2 separate regions of the Sus scrofa genome follow, and region 1 is linked to region 2. The links are chromatin contacts, called in public promoter capture Hi-C maps. All regions are on one chromosome and are shown on one strand. The core of a region is the stretch at or near the end of the contact, and the rest is flanking DNA. Distances in the headings are between cores, read along the strand shown.

What was found. Promoter capture Hi-C pulls out the DNA fragments that hold promoters and counts their contacts.
Region 1: a contact with region 2 is called in a promoter capture Hi-C map of fetal skeletal muscle, with 6 times the contacts expected there. The contact joins the promoter of NDUFAF8 here to the promoter of NPLOC4 in region 2. A contact is called at or near these places in 2 of 5 promoter capture datasets (fetal liver and fetal skeletal muscle) and 2 of 2 datasets of contacts at active chromatin or transcription factors (alveolar macrophages and skeletal muscle).

Annotation. Positions count from the first base shown.
Region 1 is chr12:1,517,105-1,520,995 of Sscrofa11.1, forward strand. NDUFAF8 (NADH dehydrogenase [ubiquinone] 1 alpha subcomplex assembly factor 8) reads right to left here and starts at 2,374. Exons shown (of 3, transcript XM_021066478.1): 1 at 2,216-2,374; 2 at 608-2,073; 3 at 200-409. The coding sequence starts at 2,299. The coding sequence ends at 1,474. TEPSIN (TEPSIN, adaptor related protein complex 4 accessory protein) reads left to right here and starts at 2,656. Exons shown (of 14, transcript NM_001244108.1): 1 at 2,656-2,714. The coding sequence starts at 2,667.
Region 2 is chr12:1,249,637-1,253,268 of Sscrofa11.1, forward strand. It overlaps NPLOC4 (nuclear protein localization protein 4 homolog), which reads left to right and starts at 1,741. Exons shown (of 17, transcript XM_021066476.1): 1 at 1,741-1,902. The coding sequence starts at 1,888. TSPAN10 (tetraspanin-10) reads right to left here and starts at 1,599. Exons shown (of 4, transcript XM_021066469.1): 1 at 1,464-1,599.

The DNA of each region.
Region 1 (3,891 bases), core at 1,124-3,623, 270 kb after region 2:
TCTCCCTGCGGATCCCAAACCCCCGTCTGGGTCGGATCCGACGGCAGGACCTCCCCCACGGTGCCACTTGGTCACTGGTTACAGGCATCCCCAGATGCAGACGACGTGTCTCTGGTGAGAAGTGTTTGAAGAGTGAGGTGGGAGGTGCGTGTCCCCGGCCACGTGCCCGCACATTGGCGCCCAGACAGCAAAACAGCTCTTTGAGCTCCAACTGGTCTTTATTGTGGCTTCGCCGTCACTACCCCAGATCCTTACATGCGCGAGGCTGCCGACCCTTCCCTAATGCGTTTCCCGTCCTTTCTGCCTTTGAGGCTTTAGACGTTTGCCCTTGGGGGCCATCACTGGGCGGGGGGGCATGCGGTGGAGCCTGTGGACCCCTCCTACTGGCCTCCTGTCAGGTCTTCTTGGCCTGGAAGAAAAAGTATTTTGTGTGAATGGGCTGTGGCTCCAAACTCAGAAAACCACCACCTTCTGGCAAATAACTTCAAAGAGCCTGGTCCCCACAGGCCACAGAGCTCACCTGCTCGGGGCCACTGAACAGAGACCTCCCAGCCACGCCCACCTGTGCCAGACACTGCAGGGCCACTGAGCCGCGTGTCGTCCTCACCAGGTGGCAGGAGCCCCTTCCCCAGAGCCAGCTCTCCCAGGGACAGGGGCGGGGCTCCCGGCGCCTCCTCGGAGCGGACGGCAGATGGGGTCATCCCCTCATGTCCTCAGGTAAGAAAGTCCTCGTTCCCGTCCTGAGTTCCCAGGGCCCAGGGCCTGCAGTTAGGTCCCCATCAGCGGAAAAAGGCACAAGGGCCAGCCTTTTGGGGACAGGACAGCACGATGGAGGCAAAGGAGCATAAAGAGTCTCAGACGACCAGACACCTGTGCAGGTGACCACGCGCCCACAGGTGCCAGAGCAGAGCCTGGTGCCGGGAGCGCGGGTCTTCACCTCGCAACCGGTGACCGTGGGACCGAGGCCTGTCCCCTCCCGGGGGATCTGCCAGGAGGCAGGAAGCAAGTCCCAAGGACATGTCCGCGTCGGATCAGAGGTTGGTGACAAGGCTGAGACTGCGCGTCCCAGCCACGGTCATGGCAAGGGGAGTGCGAGGAGGGTCTGAGGGCCCAGAAAAGGAGGGAGAGCCATCCCGGAACGTCAGAAAATGGCCTCAGATTCCTGGAATCATCCTGCCCCCTCTGGGGTCCGGTTCTCAGGATCTGCGTCTGGTGAACAGAGCTGATCCTTGGCATCACAGCCCACCCCAGACCCCGGAGACCTGACACCTCGGCACCAGCTCAAACCCCCGTGTGGAAGCCTCAGTGCAGTCTCCGCTGCCTGCCCTTGAGATGTCTGGAGCGCCCATCTCAGTTGCCCAGAGAGTTGCCTCCAATTCTACTTCTTCCTCGTCTTTCTTGAAAACACAAACTGGACACCATAGTTCTTTACGTGGGCATAGTGCGTAAGGATTTCTCCAGCACAGGGTTCGATCAGTGAGGATCAGAAAATGCCACAGCTCGGAAACAGAAGACACCCGCTCCTGAGTGGTTGGAGGCAGATCTGAACCCAGAGCCAGGGAACCAACAGACCGCGTCAGCGCAGCCGCTTCTGCGCCCTTGGCACCCGTCAGCGCGGCTGGTGGAGGACTTCGCAGCCGCTGCGGCCCTGCTGGTTGTCCCTTCACCCTCTGAGAAACGCGCAGTCGAGCAGGGGGAGACCAGGGGCCTGGCTGTAACCGCCCACGCGCAGCACACACGTGGGGTCCCTTTTGGCGTTACCCCGCCTCGGCGACAGGCCCAGGTAGGGTTCCAAGGCACCGCAGTAACACGGTGAGGGTGCCGTTCCCCTCCCCGCGATGGACACGGCCGGGCGGGGGTCGCGCTGGCTGGTGGGCGGGTGTGCCGTGTGCGCAGCACCTGCCGGCGCCCAACACCGAAACCAGGGTGCCCCCCGCCCCGGCGGGGCCGGCGCCCACTTACCGCGGCGGCGAAGCAGCGCCGCAGGGCTTCGAACTCTTGCGCGCAAAGGTCCTTGGTCAGGCGGCCGCCCGGGGCGGTGGATGCCTGCACGCACCTGCCGTAGGCCGCGGCCTGGGGACAGGACGGGGACGGGCGAGGATCGCGGCGGCCCTTGCGCCCGCCGGTCAGCCAGTAGACCCCCCCGCCGCTCCCCGGTAACCGCCCGCCCCGCCCCGCCCCGTACAGCCCTCCCGCCTCGCTGACGGCTCCGCACCTCAGTCCCACAGGCCGCCAGGCGCTCGGGGAAGGCGCGGAGGCGGCTTCGCACTCGACCCCACACCGCTCCGCTACCCGACATGAGCGGCTCTTCCTGGCACCCGTGGGCGCCGCCATCTTAGGTCCGGCCTCTTCCCGCACCCAACAGCTTGATTGGTCGACGCTTCCGCCCACAACCTGTTCTGCGCTTTGTAATTGGCCAGGCTTCAGCCACGCCTCTGCCTCGCCTCCGGAACTACGCTCTGGGAGCAGAGCCCTGTAATTGGCTCGTGGTTTCGTCCGTCTTTGACCTTAGACTTTGGATTGGTTCAGGTGCAAATTGTTTACCGAGGACGGCCTCAGGGCCCGCCCCACGCGAACGATTGGCCAGCGGGGCCAGGCCCGCTGAGTGACTGGACGGGGTCAGGGCTTGGCGGAAGCTGGGCGGGGCCGGAAGGTGACCGGCATCCATGGCGGCCACGCCGCAGCTGCGGGACCGGCTGAGCTTCCTGCACCGGGTGAGTGCGGGCGGCCCGGCCCCGCCGCGCGCAGCCTCCCGGCCGAGTTGGCCGCCTCCGTGGCCCCGCTCGGCCCCCGCGGGGTCACAGCTCTGCGGCCCCCCCACCTCTCCTCTCGCCTCTTCCCCCCAGCCCCGCCTCCGACACCCCCGGCTCCCCTCCTCTCCCTCCTACCCTGGACCCCTCCGAGGCTGCGGGACCCCGCCGCACGTGCGTGGAGGAGGCAGGTCAGCCAGCCCTGTGTCAGGTCCTGGGGACAGTGAGACGCCTTGACCCGAGTCCAAATTGGGGAAGAGAGCCAGGGGCCCCAAGTTAGTGCTTTCTTACCCAACTTGAGAGCTTTCGAGAAAAAGACGCAGTGACCCCTGAGCTCTGTCGAAGATCAATTACAGGGCCAGACACTAGCCTGGAAAGCAGGACGACCGTTTCACTCAGTGGCGGGCGTCAGATAGGGGTGAAGGAGAAAAAAATAGCTTTTATTGCTCTGCCAGGCCAAGGAGGTGACAGCAGGCTAACGCCCTAAAGACTGGGCCGTTTCTTGGGGAAGAGTTGCAGGGAGTTTTATGGTCTAAAAGGAGAAAAACAGGGTTTCAGATAAGAATCAGGGTTGGGGCAAACACGCATTCTTCTTTCTTTCAGCGATTCTTAGTCACCTAAGCTGGTGCCGGAGAGCTCAGTGGTTTTCCGGGTTATGAATCTTGACTTTTCCTGGAATAACAATACTTGAGAAAGGGGTATCCTGATGAGCGGTTAGAACGAATTGGGAAAGTTCCTGAAGAACAGCAGGTGCTAATCTTTAATCCCCGGGCGGTTGTGCTCAGGGCGCCTCATCTTTAGTTCACAGGTGATTGTGTTTAGGGTGCAGTCAAGCCAGGGAGACGCACAAGGAAAGCCTCCAAGCTCTTCGGTTTTAAACTGCTTATTGCTAAGCTGTTTCTAAACGAAACATAAGGAACATAGTGTGTCCCTTAGGTGTGTCAGACGCCTGCGTCACTGACGGGGGAGGCGGGGAGCCCTTAGAGCCACCGAGGACTGGGCATTTTCAGGACAGAAGGCTGCGGCTCGAGTCAGAAATCGCGAGGAGCTGGGCAGTGTCCATGGGTTGCCGCGTCCGCGTCTGATAGCTGGTGGTCCTAGAGGTTAGGTCCTGTAGGGACTGGGATTTTCTGGTAGTTAC
Region 2 (3,632 bases), core at 491-2,990:
TTGCACTCAGCCAGAAGGTCTTTTTTTTTTTTTTTGGTCACTCCCCATGGCACGTGGAAGTTCCTGTGCCAGGGAGTGAATGTAAGCCACAGCAGCGACCCGCACCGCTGGAGTGACAATGCCAGATCCTTAACCCTCTGTGTCGCAGGGGAACTCCAGCCCAGCCCGTTCTGGTTCCTGGGCCTCCAGCACGTCTCAGGCCCCTGGACTTTGCGTGCGCTTTCACCTCGTCCTGTGTGCCTCGTCCCTCAGGTATCTGCATGGCCCACTTCACCTGGGACCTGTCAAACCTCGTCTCCTCAGAGACAGCTTTCTTGACCATCTTAGCTTTTATTTCAATTTTTTTATTTTTAATTTTTTGGCCGATATTTTATTTATTTATTTATTTTTGTCTTTTGAGGGCCGCACCTGCAGCATATGGAGGTTCCGAGGCTAGGGGTCCAATCGGAGCTGTAGCTGCCGGCCTACACCACAGTTAATACCGAGGCCAGGTACTGAACCCACATCCTCCCGAGTAACAATTTCCTAACTCTTTTCAGCACAGAAAATAAATAAATACAATCTGAAATTGATCCATGGGGGTTAAAAAACATAGTTTACTCTCTTTGAGGTTCTCATTTTTTTTTTTTCATAATTTCAGGCAAGGTCAGCTACAAAATGTGCAGAGCCCAGCGCAATATGAAAATGCTGAAAATGACAAAAAGACAGAAAAAAAAAAATTGGAGTTCCCGTTGTGGTTCAGTGGTTAACAACTCCGACTAGGAACCATGAGGTTGCAGGTTCGATCCCTGGCCTTGCTCAGTGGGTTGGGGATCCAGCATTGCCTGAGCTGTGGTGTAGGTTGCCGACACAGCTCGGATTCTGTGTTGCCGTGGCTCTGGCGTAGCCTGGCCGCTACCGCTCCAATTGGACCCCTAGCCTGGCAACCTCCATATGCCACGGGTGTGACCCTAGAAAAGACAAAAAGACACACACACACACACACACACACACACACACACAAATGCTGCAAATGCAGAGCTCCTTGCTGAAAATTATTAACGACGGCAAGACGGTGATAGCAGAGCACGAACCTAAAGCCAGGCCCTTCCAAAAAACAGCGCTGGTCTGTACCCATGAAGCTGGCACTGTGGGCAATTTTAGGATATTGGCTCTCTGGCAAAAAGCATTTATCTAAAATGCAGTTGAGAAGCTCCCGGCGTGGCTCAGGCCGCAGGTTCGATCCTTGACCTCGCTCAGTGGGTTAAGGATCCGGCGTTGCCATGAGCTGTGGTGTAGGTTGCTGTGGCTGTGGTGTAGACCGGCAGCTGCAGCTCGGATTCGACTCCTAGCCTGGGAACCTCCACGTGCCTCGGGTGCGGCCTTAAAAAATGCAGTCAAAACTCGCTCGTTTCTCTTACGTAGGATTGAGGGAAAATGCTTTCTTTAAAATATGTGTGTATATCATCAAGGTGTGATGTCACCTTCTCGAGCCTGTCTCCGTTTCCGTGTGACCAGGTGTCGGGAACGCCAGGCCGAGCCGACGCCCCCGGGCCCGCCGACCTCTCCGCAGCGTCTCTCCCGCGCGTGGCCAGCGGGGGCGCGCGTCTGCGCGGAGCCCAGGGCGCGGGGGGCCGGGCTGCGCAGGCGCGGACCGTTGGTGGGGCCGGAACCCGGTGCGCGGCCGGAACCCAGTTGCGCGGCCGCGGGGCCCGGGGAGCGCGTCGGGCGAGGCACCGGACGTCGCGGCGGTGGCTGCCGGCGGCGAAGCTGGAGCGGCGGTGGCGGCGGCGGCGGGAGGCCGGGGCCGGGGCTGAGGCCGGGGCCGGGGCTGCGAGGCCCGCGGGGCGGCAGGCGGCGGCGGCGGCGGCGGCCCGGGGCTCGAGCCCGGAGACAGGAGCGGCCGCCATGGCCGAGAGCATCGTGAGTGGGGCGGCCGGGCGGGAGGCGCCGGGATGAGGCAGCAGATTTGCCGGCGCGGCCTGCGGGAAGCGCGGCGGCTTGCCCTCCTCCGCCGGGCCGGCCGGGCCCCCGACCTCCGGGTCTCGGCCGGCGGGGAAGCCGGGCCGTCCGCAGGGGCTGGGCTGTGCCTGCCGCCTCGATTCCGGGCCGCGGGGGGCTGGCCGGGCGCGCTCGGAGGGGCTCCGGTGCCAGGGGCCGGGGCCACGACCCCGCCTCGCCGCCGTCCATCTCTTCTGCCTCCTCCCGCCGCCCCAGGAAGTGCCTTGTTACGGGTCCCCGAAAGCAGGGCGCTTTCCACCGACGGGGACCCCCTCCCCGCCAGAGGAAGCTGCGAGGAGGGTGGTCTGGCGGACGGCAAGGAGAACTTGACAGCTGCCCGTCTAAAGGGATGTTCTAAAGGGCGATTTCACTTTGTACCCGAAGGTTTTTCTTAAGTAAAAAAAAAAAGACACAAACGGAAAAGCCAGTGAAAAGCAGAAAAAGCCGGCCATGCGTTAACTTGTAGAAAGTTTCCTCTCAAAAGTCAGTGCGGCAGGAAAAAACCCCTCAGACCAGCTGCACAGAATATGTTGGTCCGCATTGAGGACTGCGTGAGATTTCCCGGGGAAGCAGAAGCAGCACCGGGGGGCAGGTGGTGTCGAGAACCTCGCAGGGCGGGGGTGGCTTCGCGGTTTGGCCAGGTGTCCCGAGTGGCGCGGTCCTGGCTCTGCGGGGACCCCCAGCCCTGGGCTTCCAGCCCCTCCTGTGATGCCTCCTGGATACACAGCTCTGTGCTCGGGGCTCTGGGGCCTCCTGCACGGTTCACCACCTGGAGATGAGCAGAGGGAAGTGGCCCAAGAGAAACTAGCCACTGACTCCTTTTAGAATAAGATTTCCTAACCCTGTTCTAGAAATAGGCTAAGAATTTAACACTCAGAGCTGCTTTCAAACTGTCTCCGTCCTGTATTATTTTTAACTGAATTCAGGTAACCACGGTCAAATGAGTTGTTTCAGAGAAGGCCGTTTCCTGCTAGGTGTGGCATGGATCTCTTGTCACATTTCTCGGGAATTAAAACAGATCATTCTTCTGAAACTTATTTCAAAGGTTGTGAGTTTTTTTTTAAGATTTTCGTTTTTTCTATTATAGCTGCGCTACAATGTTCTGTCAATTTCTGCTGTACAGAAAAGTTTTCATCTATTATTTTGGAAAGATCTTCCAAAAATTTCTGTGGGATAACTGGTTTTTATCTTACCAATTCTTTGACTCCCCCAAGAAGTGTTCTGAGTTCCTTTTCTTAGAAAGAGGGAAACCCAAGTTCCCAAGGAACTGCGTGTCCCTGTCGCTGGGTCATATTTTACATTACGGCCTATGTCAAAAGTGAAGCCATAATTTCCCTCAGTGTGAGTTATGTTTGTCTCTTTGAGTTAGAGACCGAGCTTAGCTTGGAAACGTGGGCTGCTGCGCCCTGCTGTAAAGGAACAGATAGAATAACTTAAGCTTTAGATGCACACAGATACATACGGGAAAGTGTATGTCTGCCTTTTCGCTCCTCAGAGAGTGGAGCGTCACGCTCTTGGTCCTAAGTGAGCACCTTCAGAGCAGCCCTCCCAGAATCCTTCAGAGAGAAGCAGGGCACCTCTTCACCTGCTCCGGTCGGGGAGACAGATTTCAGGAACAGATAACGTGGAGCCTGTCTAATGCCCAGGCTGCG